Regions from separate parts of the Mus musculus genome. Here regions 1 and 2 are each linked to region 3. The links are chromatin contacts, called in public Hi-C and targeted proximity ligation maps. All regions are on one chromosome and are shown on one strand. The core of a region is the stretch at or near the end of the contact, and the rest is flanking DNA. Distances in the headings are between cores, read along the strand shown.

Region 1 (4,170 bases), core at 567-3,066, 40 kb after region 3:
ACTCTTTAGCAGTGTTCTCCTGTATTTCTTTAAGTGATTTATTAAAGTCCTTCTTGATGTCCTCTACCATCATCATGAGATATGCTTTTAAATCTAGGTCTAGGTTCTCAGGTGTGTTGGGGTTCCCTGGACTGGGCGAAGTGGGTGTGCTGGGTTCTGGTGATGGTGAGTGGTCTTGGTTCCTGTTAGTAAGATTCCTCCGTTTACCTTTCGCCATCTGGTAATCTCTGGAGTTAGTAGTTATAGTTGACTCTGTTTAGAGATTGTTCTTCTGGTGATTCTGTTACCGTCTATCAGCAGACCTGGGAGACAGATTCTCTCCTCTGAGTTTCAGTGCTCAGAGCACTCTCTGCTGGCAAGCTCTCTTACAGGGAAGGTGCGCAGATATCTTGTATTTGGACCTCCTCCTGGCCGAAGAAGAAGGCCCAAAACAGGACCTTTCTCAGACACTGTGTTGCTTTGGCAGTTCCCAGGTGGTACAGACTCTCACCTAAGCAGACTAAATTCCTAAGTTCCTTGGAGTCCCAGGACCAAGATGGCGACCGCTGCTGCTGTGGCTTAGGCCGCCTCCCCTGCCGGGTGGGCACCTGTCCTCCGGTCCGGAAGGTGGCCAGCTGTCCCCGGCCCACACAGGGTGCTGCCTCAGCGCCTCTGTGCTTCTGCCTGTTCCAGAAGCTGTCAGGTTCTCTGGCGCACCCTCTCACCTGTTCAGACTCACAACTAATTACTATATATTCACTCTCTCTAACAAGTTACCCAGGCGCAAATGTTTTCCTGTGTTGTCATTCATTTCACTTCTACTATACTACCCTGCCGTGTTATCGTGGTAGACACAAGAAGACGGAGTGCAAAAGAGAATGGTCAGAAAGTAAACGTTAGTTCTTTCTACTTCCTGTTTGTCCTGCAAGCAGACAGTTAAATATTTCTTAATACCCACCCACACCTTTCCCCAGTTTAAGTTTCCTCTATCTGGAAATTTCTAGTTTATCTGCTTAGGAGCGGTTTTCTGTTTGTCTCCTCAAATATAAAAGGAGCACATGAAACTATGGAAAAGCCATTCCAAAAAAGATTAACAATCTCATTACCAATATAAGATTGCTCCAAATTCCAGCTTCACTTTGTCAGAACGGATTCATTGTGCAGTTCCACCCACGGAGAAACAAAGTGTGTGTTTTCTGACAAGGTTAATACATAATTCTCTTTAAAATGTCTAACTTAATTCGTTTGGAGACCTGGTCTGGATATGTGGCATGAAATTCTCCATCTTCTTGCTTCTCAAGTGTGGAAGTTGCCCGTGTGATGTACCATGCCAAGCAATAATGTGCAATACAGGCTTCAATCCCCTTAGTCAGAACCCACTTTATATTACTTTCCTCTTTAGCCATTGATGATCAAAATGAGCGAGTCTAGCTTGCGTTTGTTCTGCTGTCTCATGGTTTTATTTACATAGACACTGCAGGATGAATTAGTCTACCTTGTGTCTTCTAACAGAAAAATTGGACAGCAAGAACTTCTTTTCTCTCTATGTAAACGCAGGGAACCCTTGGCACTGGCTCTCGATGGTCACAAGTGTGTGGCCTTTGACCTGCACTTGAGGATTTGGACCAGCAGGGGGCATGGAAGCTCTAGATCGCTGGTGCTAGTGGCCATGGGGCGTGGCTTTTGCATCTTTGATGGACAGCTAGGGAACGGTGCAGACGAGGATGAGGTAATAACGGACAGAACAAGGAGAGCGTGGGGCAATTCCTGTGTGTGTGTGTGTGTGGGTGGGGGGTGTTGCGTGCGTGTGTGGGTGTGGATGTATGTGTGTGTGACAGAGAGAGAGAGAGAGAGAGAGAGAGAGAGAGAGAGAGAGAGAGAGAGAATGCGTATGCATGCACGAGCTGTAGGGAGATGCGAGCCTCTGAGCTCACGCCGCGGACACGGCCGGTGCTGAGCTGAAAACAGACAGACAGACAGTTCCATATTTGAACAGGCTGCAAAGTTGGGTCCTGGCAGTGGCAGCTGGGACCGGGATGGCGCGCGTGCTCTCGAGACTGGGGGACCAGGGAAGCCTCCGCGGGCGCGAGCTCGCCTTGGCGCTCTGCCCGGGAGGGGCGACTCCTCCTGGAGGCCACTGAGCCGAGCCGCAGGGAGGGGGAGCTGTGCCACCGCGGTCGGCTTACTCGAAGCGGAGAGAGGGCGGAGGGCGTGACCGTGCGGCGCGATCCACGCGGGCGCCCGCGGAGCCCGAGGCGCAACTGGTGCGAGGCGGGTGCAGCGTCGCGCTCGGGCCGCGCGCCCCCGGGTGGCTTTGCAAGGCGGGGCGGCGAGTGCGCAGGGCCGGGCCTTTGCATGAAGCCGCTGGACCCCTCGGAGCAGCGGCAGAGGCGGCGGAGCCCGGCGGAGCGCAGTCGGAGACGGGCAGCTCCGGGGTCCGTGTCCCAGTGCCTACGCGGCTGCGGACTCCCCCATGGGCCGCAGCTGAGGCTTCCCGCAGCGGTGGGGCGCAGACCGGGGGGCGCGGTTGAGACCCGGAGGCGGCGGCGCCGGAGGAAGCGCAGAAGGCCGGGCCCGGGAGGTGGGCAGCACCGCGCCGCAACCCCGGGCTCGCCATGCTCCTGGCCTCGGCAGTGGTGGTGTGGGAATGGCTGAACGAACACGGCCGCTGGCGTCCCTACAGCCCAGCCGTGAGTCACCACATCGAGGCGGTGGTGCGCGCTGGTCCCCGCGCCGGGGGCAGCGTGGTGTTGGGCCAGGTGGACAGCCGGCTCGCGCCCTACATCATCGACCTGCAGTCCATGAACCAGTTCCGCCAAGACACGGGTGAGCCATTCACATCTCTTGTCTGTCCCAGGAGCTCCCGCCTCGTGGGTCCGCTGTGATCCACCCAGTGGCCAGCTTTGCTCACTGGTATCAGCTATAGGTGTTGAGGGCAGGTGCTTCTCTTCCCTAGGTCCTCACAGGATTCCAAGACCACCTCCAAGTAAATGTCCTTGCAAGTAGTTTAAAGAGTCTTGATTATACAACCCAGCCTCAGCCTAGCTGCAGGAGAACCCCTTTATGCCCCCATCAGCCCCTAGTAGCCGTTTGTGCAAGAACTCTAGGGTTTTGCAAACCGCCTCCCACCCCCCAAGAAATGCTGACTCTTCAGCAAGACATTACTTGAACCTCTTGGCTCACACCTGCTCACACTTGCTCACACCTCAGTTCACCCTGCTTTGCCTCAGGCACCTTTGGGCCTAACATACACTTGCCCCCACCCCCCACCCCCTTTCAACTTTAATGTCTATATGGCCCTCTTCTAGGGACCCAGCCTTCCCACTGTCAGCTCCTGGGTAAGAGACTTGGGGAGGCAAAGGGATCCCCAGTCTCCAATTACTGTCTATTGTATGAAAGGGCTGGGACAATACTGGGAGAGAGTGGAGCATGGGTTCCAGGACTGGAGCATCCTGGATGTGGTGGCATCCGCAGATGCCTCTGCTTGTACACTCCAAGCACTGAAGCAACAGGCCAGAGCAGATGGAGAGAGGAGGCGGGAGGATTGGGCTCTGGAATGCCTGGCAGGGAAGCTGCTCCCTTTGTCCATAGAGAAGGAGGAGGAGGAGGAGGAGGAGGGACGGAGGGAGGCAGCAAGAGAAGAAGAAAGGCTAAGAAGAAACTGTCCTTAGGTTTTTTGCTTAAAATAGCAAACAGGAGCCACCACTCTGACCTCCCAAGGCACTAAACTCCATAAAAATTAAGTTGCCACTAGGTCTGCCGCAAATCTCGCAGCCGTGTAGCTCTTCCAGATCCTAGCAAGGAAGGGAGCTCTATAGGTTACGTTAGAGTGAGGGTTGGGAGATACTGGAGAGAGAAGAAAAGCAAGGGTGCTGCTCTCTTCTTTGGGTCTAGTTTGTCCCGGCTTAACTGATGACTTGGGACAAGTTTCCGTCTCCATACAGTAATCTCTTCAATTGGGGGGTGGGTGGGGTCATTTCTGGAATTCTGGCTAGCCTGTCCCAAGGGTGTAACTGCAGAGCCTGGAGCAGGTGTGGGGGGGAGGGGGGGGGGGAGAAGAGGAGAAGAGGAGGAGGAGGAGGGCCCTGTGACTCAGGGAACAGCTGCTGGACAGGTCCCCCGTAGCTTCCTAGGAAAGCCTTCACATCCTGTGTGCTAATTGGGATTGTCATGGGAAAGAGGTGCAGTCCC
Region 2 (4,576 bases), core at 400-2,899, 55 kb before region 3:
CAAAATTTATTTTGTTGAATCACCTCACCTTTCTCACCCCCCATACCCTCACCCCCTCCCCACTGTACCTTACACACATCCTCCATCTCCACATTCACCTCCCTGTGCCCTTCCTCTACTTCTGCAACACTTTCTTTCCCTCTTTGTGCACTCTTTTCTGATTCCAGAGCCTACAGTCAAGGAATTCACCCCAACTTACATACGACAGACAGACAGACAGACAGACAGACAGACAGACTTTATAGGCTAGGCTCCACATGTGAGAGATGTGCTGTCTGTCTAAATCTGGAGGGTTTTTTTTTCTAATTCCCATATTCATTCATTTTTCTGTAAGTTATGTGATTTCATTTTTCTTTACAGCTGAATAAATACCATTTATATATGTGCCACGTTTTCCTTATCCATTCATCTGTTGGCTCCATTTGGGCTGGTTCCATTTCTTTGCTATTTTGAATAGAAAACCAATAAATGTGGATGTGCAGGTATCTCTGTGGTAGAATACACACACACACACACACACACACTCACACACACACACATACACACACTCACACACTCAGAAGTATATCTGGATCATAGGGAAGTTCTGTTTTTTTAATTTTTAGAAATGTATACTAATTTATATAATGGCTGTACTAGGTTACATTACCTCAACAGCACTGCTGTCTCTTTTCTTTATCTTAGTAATTGTCACTAGGGGAAGATGGAATCCAAAACGTAGCTTCAATTTTCACTCAGCTGGTAACTAAGAATGCTGAACGCCTTTTTAATCTCTGGTGTCCATATGTGGTCCTACTTTTGCGAACGGTATCTTCCATTCATTGGCTGATTTATTGACTAGCTATTTTGAAGTTTAATTACTGCAGTTCTTTATATATTCTAGACGCCCAGCCCCTGTCTGAGGCATAGCTGGCAAAGACATTCTCCACTCTGCAGGCTGTTGGAGAATGTTGCAGAATGTTCACTCTGTCCTGTCCTCTGTGGACAAAGGGAGGAGCCTCTCTGCCAGGCATTCCGGAGCCCAGTCCTCCGGTTCTTCTCTCCACCACATCCAGATGCTCCAGCTCTGGAATCCCTGGCTCCAATCTCTCTTCCCAGTAATTTTCCAGCACTTTTCACACACTAGACTGTAACTAGACACTGAGGAACCCTACGGCTTCCCAAATCTTACATCCAGGAGTTGTCAGTGGGAAGGGGGGGTCCATAGAAGAGGGCCAGATTCAGCCAGGTTGAAGGGAGGGGGAGGTGTACGGCAGCCCCAAAGGTGCTTGAGGCAAAGCAAAGTCAGCTGAGGTGTGAGCAGTAAAAGGGCTCCAGCAGTATCTTGCTGAAGACCCCGCATTCCTTGGGAACTGCAAAGTCCTAGAATTCCTGCACTAAGGGCCAGTAGGGGCTGGGGGTGGCGATGGGGGCATAAAGGGGTCTCCTGCAGCTAGGCCGAAGCTGGGTTTGTATAATCAAGACAATTTAAACTACTTGCCAGGACAAATACTTGAAGGTGGTCTTGGAATCCTGTGAGGATCTAAGGAAGGGAAACACCTGCCCTCAACACCTATCACGTGAGGACATCAGTAAGCAAAGCTAGTCACTGGGTGAGTCAGTGGACAGACCAGGGATTTGGATGGCTCACCCGTGTCTTGGCGGAACTGGTTCATGGACTGCAGGTCGATGATGTAGGGGGCAATCTGTCTCTCCACCTAGCCCAACACCACGCTGGCCCCGCGCGTGGACCAGCGCAGCACCGCCTTGAAGTGGTGTTTCACAGCAGGGCTGTAGGGACACCAGCCGCCATGATCGGTCAGCCATTCCTACACCACTAGGGTCCAAGGCTGAGGTCTGGAGCATGAAGTGCCCTGAGATGCTCCCTTCCCCGTCCTTGCACACCCGGCCTCGGGCGCCACCGCCTCCCGGGAAGCCTCAGCTGTGGTTCATGGGGGAGTCTGCAGTCGCTTAGGCACCGGGACGCGGACCCGTAGCTGCCCGCCTCCAACTGTGCTCCACCGCCCCTGTCGCTGCCGCTGCTCCGAGGGGTCCAGCGGCTTCATGCAAAAAACCTGACCCTGCACATTCGCCGCCCGCCTTGCAAAGCCACCCAGGGCGCACGGCCCAAGCGCGACGCAGCACCCGCCTCGCACCAGTTGAGCCTCGCTGGAGTTGCATGGTCACGCCCTCCGTCCTCTCTCCGCTGGGAGCCAGGCAACGGCGGTGGCACAGCTCCCTCCCTGGGGCTCCGCTCAGAGGCTTCCAGGTGTCTCCCCTCCCCGGAAGAACGCCAAGGTGAGCTCACGCCCGCGGATACTTCCCGGGTCCCCGGGTGTCCAAAAGCTCGCTTGCCATCCCGGTCCCAGGGGCCAACGCGGGGACTGAGGTTTGCAGCCACTAACTTCCTGTCTGTTTTCAGCTCAGCGCTGGCTGTATCCGCGGCCAGAGCTCCTACACTTGAGTCTCACCAGGGCTTTTGCTCGCACTGACATACACACACTGACGAACACACGCACGCTCAGCCCCACGCCTTCTTCTTCTGGCCTGCTATTACCTCATCCAGGCCTGAATCCTGGAGGTGTGTCAGATATGCAGAAGCCACGCCCTCTGTCAGTTTGCACCAGCATCTTAGAGCTTTCATGCTCTCTGCTGGTCAAACGTCACAGTTGTGACCACTGAAAGTCAGTGCCAAGGGATGCATGCGTTTATGGTATAAACTTTATGCTGTCTATGTAGAAATCAGAGCAGGCTGAAATATTGTACTGCCTTTTGAAAGTCAATATGAAACAAAGAAATAGACTCTTATACTCTGTACCCATTGGATGTTGTATATGTACATACATAAAATGGGTTTAATTAGAACTACCCCCAGACACTAATGACTATCAAATAAAAAGCCTAGTGCCAGGTGTGGGGCCAGGTGTGGGTTACCTTTTAAAGCTGCCCCACACAACCCCTCAAAGCATTACAGGCTATTCCACGGCTCTTGGTTACTGTCCAGAACTTGATAAGGGGTTAATACAGACGTCCCATTTAGGGCTGAGAACTCTGTATTATTCTCAACACTTTGAACAAGTAAGTATGAGTCTCTGTGTTGAATAATACCCATATTTTAAAGAAAGCTTCTGCCTAGGCCTATGGACATAAACATAAATATTGAGAAGGAATTTTGACACAAGACTGTTTAGGAATTAGCAGTGGCATCTTCTACTCTAGGATCTAGGAGCTCCCCAGCCATTGATTTGGAGCCAGTCTTCTAGTGTGGTTGTGCCGTTTCTCCCTTTGACCAAGCAATGTACTCAACATCTAGTCTCCTCATATCCATCACCATCACCATCGTCGTCGTCGTTGTCGTCCTCATCAGCATCATTGTGAGGAGGCACAAACTATAGTGTGTATGTGGAGAGGGAAGGACAACTTTGTAGAGTCAGTTCTTTTTTATCATTATGTGGGTCCTGGGCATTGAACTTGGGTTATTTGGTGTGTGGTAAGCTCTTTTAGCCACTGGGCCATTTTGTGAATCCTATTATCAGTATACTTTTTTTAGCGTTTCTATTAGGGGTGTCATGATATTTCTTGAGCTTTTAATGTGTGTGAACATGCCGTGTGTTAATAATAGTGATGCTTATTTAGTGTTTCCCTATGTGACTTCTTGATTTCTGCATCTTCTTTGTGAAATGTTTGTTCATGTGTTTGGCTACTTTTAAAATGAAGTGAGAACATTAAAAATATCCTCAATGAAAACTTTTGGATACTTGACTTGAAAATATCTTCTATCAAGCTGGAGGCTCTTTTCATCCTTAACAGGGTTTTTGTTTTTTACAACTTTCTGGCTTCCACTTTCTGTATTTAGTGTAAGAATTGCTTGACGGTCTTTTAGATTTGATGACTTTTCTGCTTTTCCTTATAAGGCTTATGATTTTACAATTTATACCTAGATATGTGGTACAATTTAAATTAATTATTATGTGGAAAATGATCCCTCCCTCCCTCCCTCCCTCCCTCCCTCCCTCCCTCCCTCCCTCCCTCCCTCCCTCCTTGCCTTTTCTTTCTGTTGGGACTTTGGGGACTTCTTGCTCCAGTGTGATTTATGAAAAAGTTTCATCTGAATTTCTTTGGTACCTTTGTCAAATACACCTGCAAATATTCCGTGAACCTATCCATTTTCAAAATCTCTCTATTCAATTCTATTTATATATGTGTTCGTCCCCTATCAGTAGTATATACTGTTGATTCACAAACTGTAATAATAAGCTAAGTTGGAATATTATAAGTAGGACACACTCAGAGTAAAAAACATTGTTTTAAATGTCAGATTCCAATTGCTAATTGCTGGTAAATAAGAATTTTTTGTTATTATCTGTTCACTCTACAGTTGCTTCAATTTTCACTCTGGTCTCAATATACATAGATCCCTCCACAACGTGCATGTTGGTAAGATGTTACCTAAGGCTCAGTGGAGTAAGATTACCAGGCTGAGCTGTCATGATTGACATTAGTACTTCATTAAAGATCAAGCCTCTTTGTCCTTCCACCTTCTGTCATCAAAAGATGCAACAAATGGCACTATCTTGGAAGCAGTGAGGTTTACCAG
Region 3 (4,071 bases), core at 1,547-4,046:
AGCAGCATTTATAATCAGCTCCTAGCAGGGCTTCTCCAGCCACACTAGATTCCTAACTACAGGTGCAGGGCTCCAAAGACCAATTGATACTGTTTATTTTATTTTATTTTTTTACCAAATTATCCCCAGATAGTCGGAGAGTACTGCTTTTCTCAAAACCCATTCTCTCACATCTCAGGTGTAAACTATCTCTAGTCAGGGTATAAAGCACCTATGAGAATTACCTTTGCTTCTCTAGATTTTCACATAGCTCTAAACACATACACAAAAACACACAAAACAGAAACCAACAGATCTAGACACACTCGACCCTTTCTTGTCTTCCACAAGCAGGCAAAAGAATTAGATGATGTTGGAGGGGGAAGCTTCCGCTTCAACAGAACTCGGTCCCTCTGACCGATCTCCGGAGACGGTCAGGCATCCCTGGCTCTCCTTACTTCCCAGGGCGTCCCCCAGGGTGGCAGCTTGTGGTCTTCCTAGCACGTCTGCCGACCACAGTCCTTCGGTCCTTATGGCCCAAAAGGATAGCTGCAAATACAGACTGCGTGCATTTCAGAAAACCCCATCACCCCATCGTCTACCAACAACGTCATCCACTTCTACCTAGATGACCAAAACCAGAGAAGCACACTCCTTCCTCACTCTGCCAGATGTAAAACCAAGACAGGAGGTGGGACTCGAACCCACGATCTCGTAACCCTGAAACCAAGACACAAATTCAATAAACTCAGACGGATCCAAACTCAGACTTCGCCGTGCTTCAGAAACATAGGACAAAACACAAACAACCCAACACAACAAGCACATGTTCCAATGTTTGTTTCAGAAAACAGACACTCAAAACAGAGACACCGGCCGGCACGTACACAAGAGGGGATCCCCATACCTCCAAGTCGGTTCTCGGGTGTGAAGGGTGGTCCCGTTTCCTGGCCAATGCACCAAATGAAAGACCCACAATGTGAGGACTCCCCCACGTTCTGACTCAGGAGAGGCGACACCCCAAAATCACCCACAAGAAACGATCTTGCTGCAAACTGCAAGAGGATTTTTATTCAAGAGTGCTCTAGGGCCCACGGTCATACACCACGCAGGGTAGAGGACCGTGGCGCCCCGAGTAGCTGGGTAAGGGGGTATTTAAAGGAATAAACCACAACTCAAGGAATTGGGGAGGGCATTGTTGGAAAATACCAAAGATACCAGTTAAGAGTCACAAGGAAGTACAAAGTCACAAGTGTCACAAGTGTTCAGGTTATCTCTCAAGACAGTTTCTAAGAGGCCCTAACAATAGCACATTCTTTGAATGAACACTCTTTGAACCCAGAAAGCGGGTGGGTGGAGGAATGTCGCTATCTGTTTTATGATTAGCATACCTTGGAGCATTGAGTCACAAAGGTCACATTCACAAGCCTGGGCCTAAAGGCCTAGAATTTTGTTTTTACGTTTTACTTTTTCAGAGATCAGTTGAGACAAACCTGTGCACCCATGTGCTATAATGCTTTAAGTGGGAAGTACAGCTCTGTCTGCAGCCAAAGTGAACTGCAGTAATCATTTCTTCAGCAGTGCTTGAAGGAGACCCATGCTAATTTTTTGAAAGCAATTTCTGTGAAACCATCTTGGCCACGTCATGAAAATGCCTCCTGAGATTTTTCCATCATAATTGAGATTTTACTTTATTTTAAAATTTTGTATGTGTGAGTGTTTGCCTGGATTTATGCTTGTGTACTGTGTGTATTCAGTGCCTGGAGGGGTCAGAAGAGGACATTGGATCTCCTGGAACTGAAGTCACAGACACTTGTGAGCCACTATGTAGGTGCTGGGGAATAAACCTCTGCATCTGGTAGGCTATTTTTCCAGCCCCACAGCGTTTTGTTGAGTGTCACAGAGTAAGTGCTGTATTCGGATTTCTTTCTCAGGCATGTGCGTAGGAAGCAGCTCCACTCACATAGGTGGCTACTTCATCCGTACGACTATTCACCAACTGTTTCCATCAACACAAATGTGTTATCGTAGGAATGTTCTACCATGGACTAGAAAGGTGAAAAACCTCTTGATTTTCCAGTAGGTTCCTCAAAAATCCAACCAACCTTCAATAGAAAACATAAAGAACACTGTGCAAAACAAGATTACCTCACCCTTTGTTTCAAAATCTTAAATTTCCTGTAATCCACAAATCTTGACTCTGCTACTAAATGCTAACCAATCTCCCGCAGCAAACCAGAAGTCAGCACGTCAGAGTCTTGCTCAGCTCAGCTTGATCTTTCTCCCTCACTCTCTCCTAAGAATCTCTCCTAAGATTTCATGAAGTGATTGTTTTAACTACCCCAAGGGCAATAAACTGAACTTTATTTAACACCAGATTTCTGGGAGCCCCCATTTGGGTTAGCAACCAGCTAGAACCAGTACAGGGCTCTAAGGTCTTCTCTGCAGGTGTTCTCTGCCCTGGAGGGGATCAAAAGAGGTTGTAATAGTTTCTGTTTTCTTTAATTGTGCTTGTCAAAAGCTGAATAAAATGGGCAAATTTACTTTTTAAGGATTTTTATTTCTTTTGGTTTGGTTTTGGGGTTTTTAAACTGGGTCTCTCTATTGTATAGCCCTAGCAGACCTAGAGCTTGCTATATAGACCTGACTGTTCTTGAACTCACAGAAAACCACCCGGCTCTGTCTCCTGAGAGCTGGGATTAAAAGGGTACACCTGCTACAGAAGACTGTTTTATTATATGATTACATTTTGAAGTGCTTTTATGTGTGACAGATAAGATCTGCCCCTTGTTAGCCACCCAGGAAACAGCCCATCCCCCCTCTTCAACTGTCAAAGAAGCAGAGAATGGGGCAAATGTAAATGCTGAAAGGTGTTGGGAGGGTGAGCAGAGAAATTGAAACAGAGAGAGAAATCAGTGAAGCTAGGAAGCTTTAAGCATCTTTAAGATTGGTCAGGAAATGGTTGGGGAGGGAGGCTAGGAGGGAGTAAACTAGAAGTAAGGGGGTGGGGCAGAGGAGGATGTAAATGAAGAGGGGTAAGGACGACTGGGAAGGAAGAGGGAAGGTTTGGAAGAGTAATGAAACTCAGTTTGAGAGCTAGTGCTCCCTCCTTCTTAAAAGTCAGAAATAAAATGGAGAAAAAGAAACTTAAGGTGGGAATGGCATAAAACAAACCAGTTGGCCAGAGATTAATTTTCTAAGGGTGTAGCTTCCTTTCACCCACCCTCTCTTCTCCTTTGCCTTGCTCCCTTACCTACTCAGACCTTCCTTGAGTGCGTTCTCATTGACCAGACTATGTCTCTGAGAGATGCTTAATTGATTACTCCTCATAGAAGAGCTGACCTGAGTCAGGGGCTGGGTTTGCTGGCTGAGAGCAATATGTGCAGCAGGTATGTAAGTGCAGAGACTACACAGGTACTTTCCAGGGTGGACAAGGGCTTGGCAGCACTAGAACCCCTGGGCTGGAAAGGACAGAAGTGCCATTCATTTGGAGGACCAGGAAAGCATAAGTTTGTTTTCAGTGGCTGCTTCTTGTCCCACTGTGTCCTGGAGGCAGCAATGTGGTGGGTTAGGACAAGGTGTCTGTTATCTGTTTATCTTGTTTCTTCTCTTTTTTTTTATTAGATATTTTCTTTATTTACATTTCAAATGTTATCAGCTTTCTCAGTTTCCTCTTATCTTGTTTCTTAAAACTCTGGCTGAGGAAATCGAAACAGAGAGAGAAATCAGTCAAGCTAGTAAGCTTTCAGCATCTTTAAGATTGGTCAAGAAATGGGGGTGGGGGTGTAAGAGGGCGTAAAAAAGAACTAAGGGGGGTAGGGCAGAGGATGTAAATGAAGAGGGGTAAGGAAGACAGGAAAGAAAGAGAAAAGGGAAATGAGAAATTAAAGGGTAATTGGCTGCGGTGGTGAAAAGTGGGGCCAGGAGACTGGTCAGGGAACCCTCCACAGGCTCCATTACTTTGTGACTTCACTGAAGAAGAGGCAGCAACTCCTGTATTAAGGTCAGTGGAATCCTAGCTCCTCCTGGATTGGCTTAGGATAGCTGCAAGCATTGAATATTTTGCTATAACATGATTCTGTCTGGATAGGG

Evidence for each region. A called contact is a pair of places that touch in the nucleus more often than the background predicts.
Region 1: a contact with region 3 is called in a targeted proximity ligation map of memory CD8 T cells, with 74 read pairs. A contact is called at or near these places in 1 of 39 promoter capture datasets (macrophages), 5 of 484 Hi-C or Micro-C datasets (CD4 T cells, CD8 T cells and embryonic retina), 6 of 130 datasets of targeted methods (CD8 T cells, the SCID.adh cell line, effector CD8 T cells and 3 more) and 2 of 9 other capture datasets (adipose tissue and liver).
Region 2: a contact with region 3 is called in a Hi-C map of effector CD8 T cells, with 3 times the contacts expected there. A contact is called at or near these places in 6 of 39 promoter capture datasets (the C10 cell line, hematopoietic stem and progenitor cells, macrophages and 2 more), 58 of 484 Hi-C or Micro-C datasets (the AtT-20 cell line, B cells, the BV-2 cell line and 46 more), 18 of 130 datasets of targeted methods (the 230-238 cell line, CD8 T cells, DN3 thymocytes and 13 more) and 4 of 9 other capture datasets (adipose tissue, liver, macrophages and 1 more).

Annotation. Positions count from the first base shown.
Region 1 is chr19:12,499,642-12,503,811 of GRCm38.p6, reverse strand. Dtx4 (deltex 4, E3 ubiquitin ligase) reads left to right here and starts at 1,816. Exons shown (of 9, transcript NM_172442.3): 1 at 1,816-2,805. The coding sequence starts at 2,595.
Region 2 is chr19:12,593,639-12,598,214 of GRCm38.p6, reverse strand. A330040F15Rik (RIKEN cDNA A330040F15 gene) reads left to right here and starts at 1,649. Exons shown (of 2, transcript NR_015503.1): 1 at 1,649-2,277.
Region 3 is chr19:12,540,621-12,544,691 of GRCm38.p6, reverse strand. No RefSeq gene overlaps it. Among named protein-coding and RNA genes, the nearest start is that of Fam111a, 31 kb to the left of the region's middle.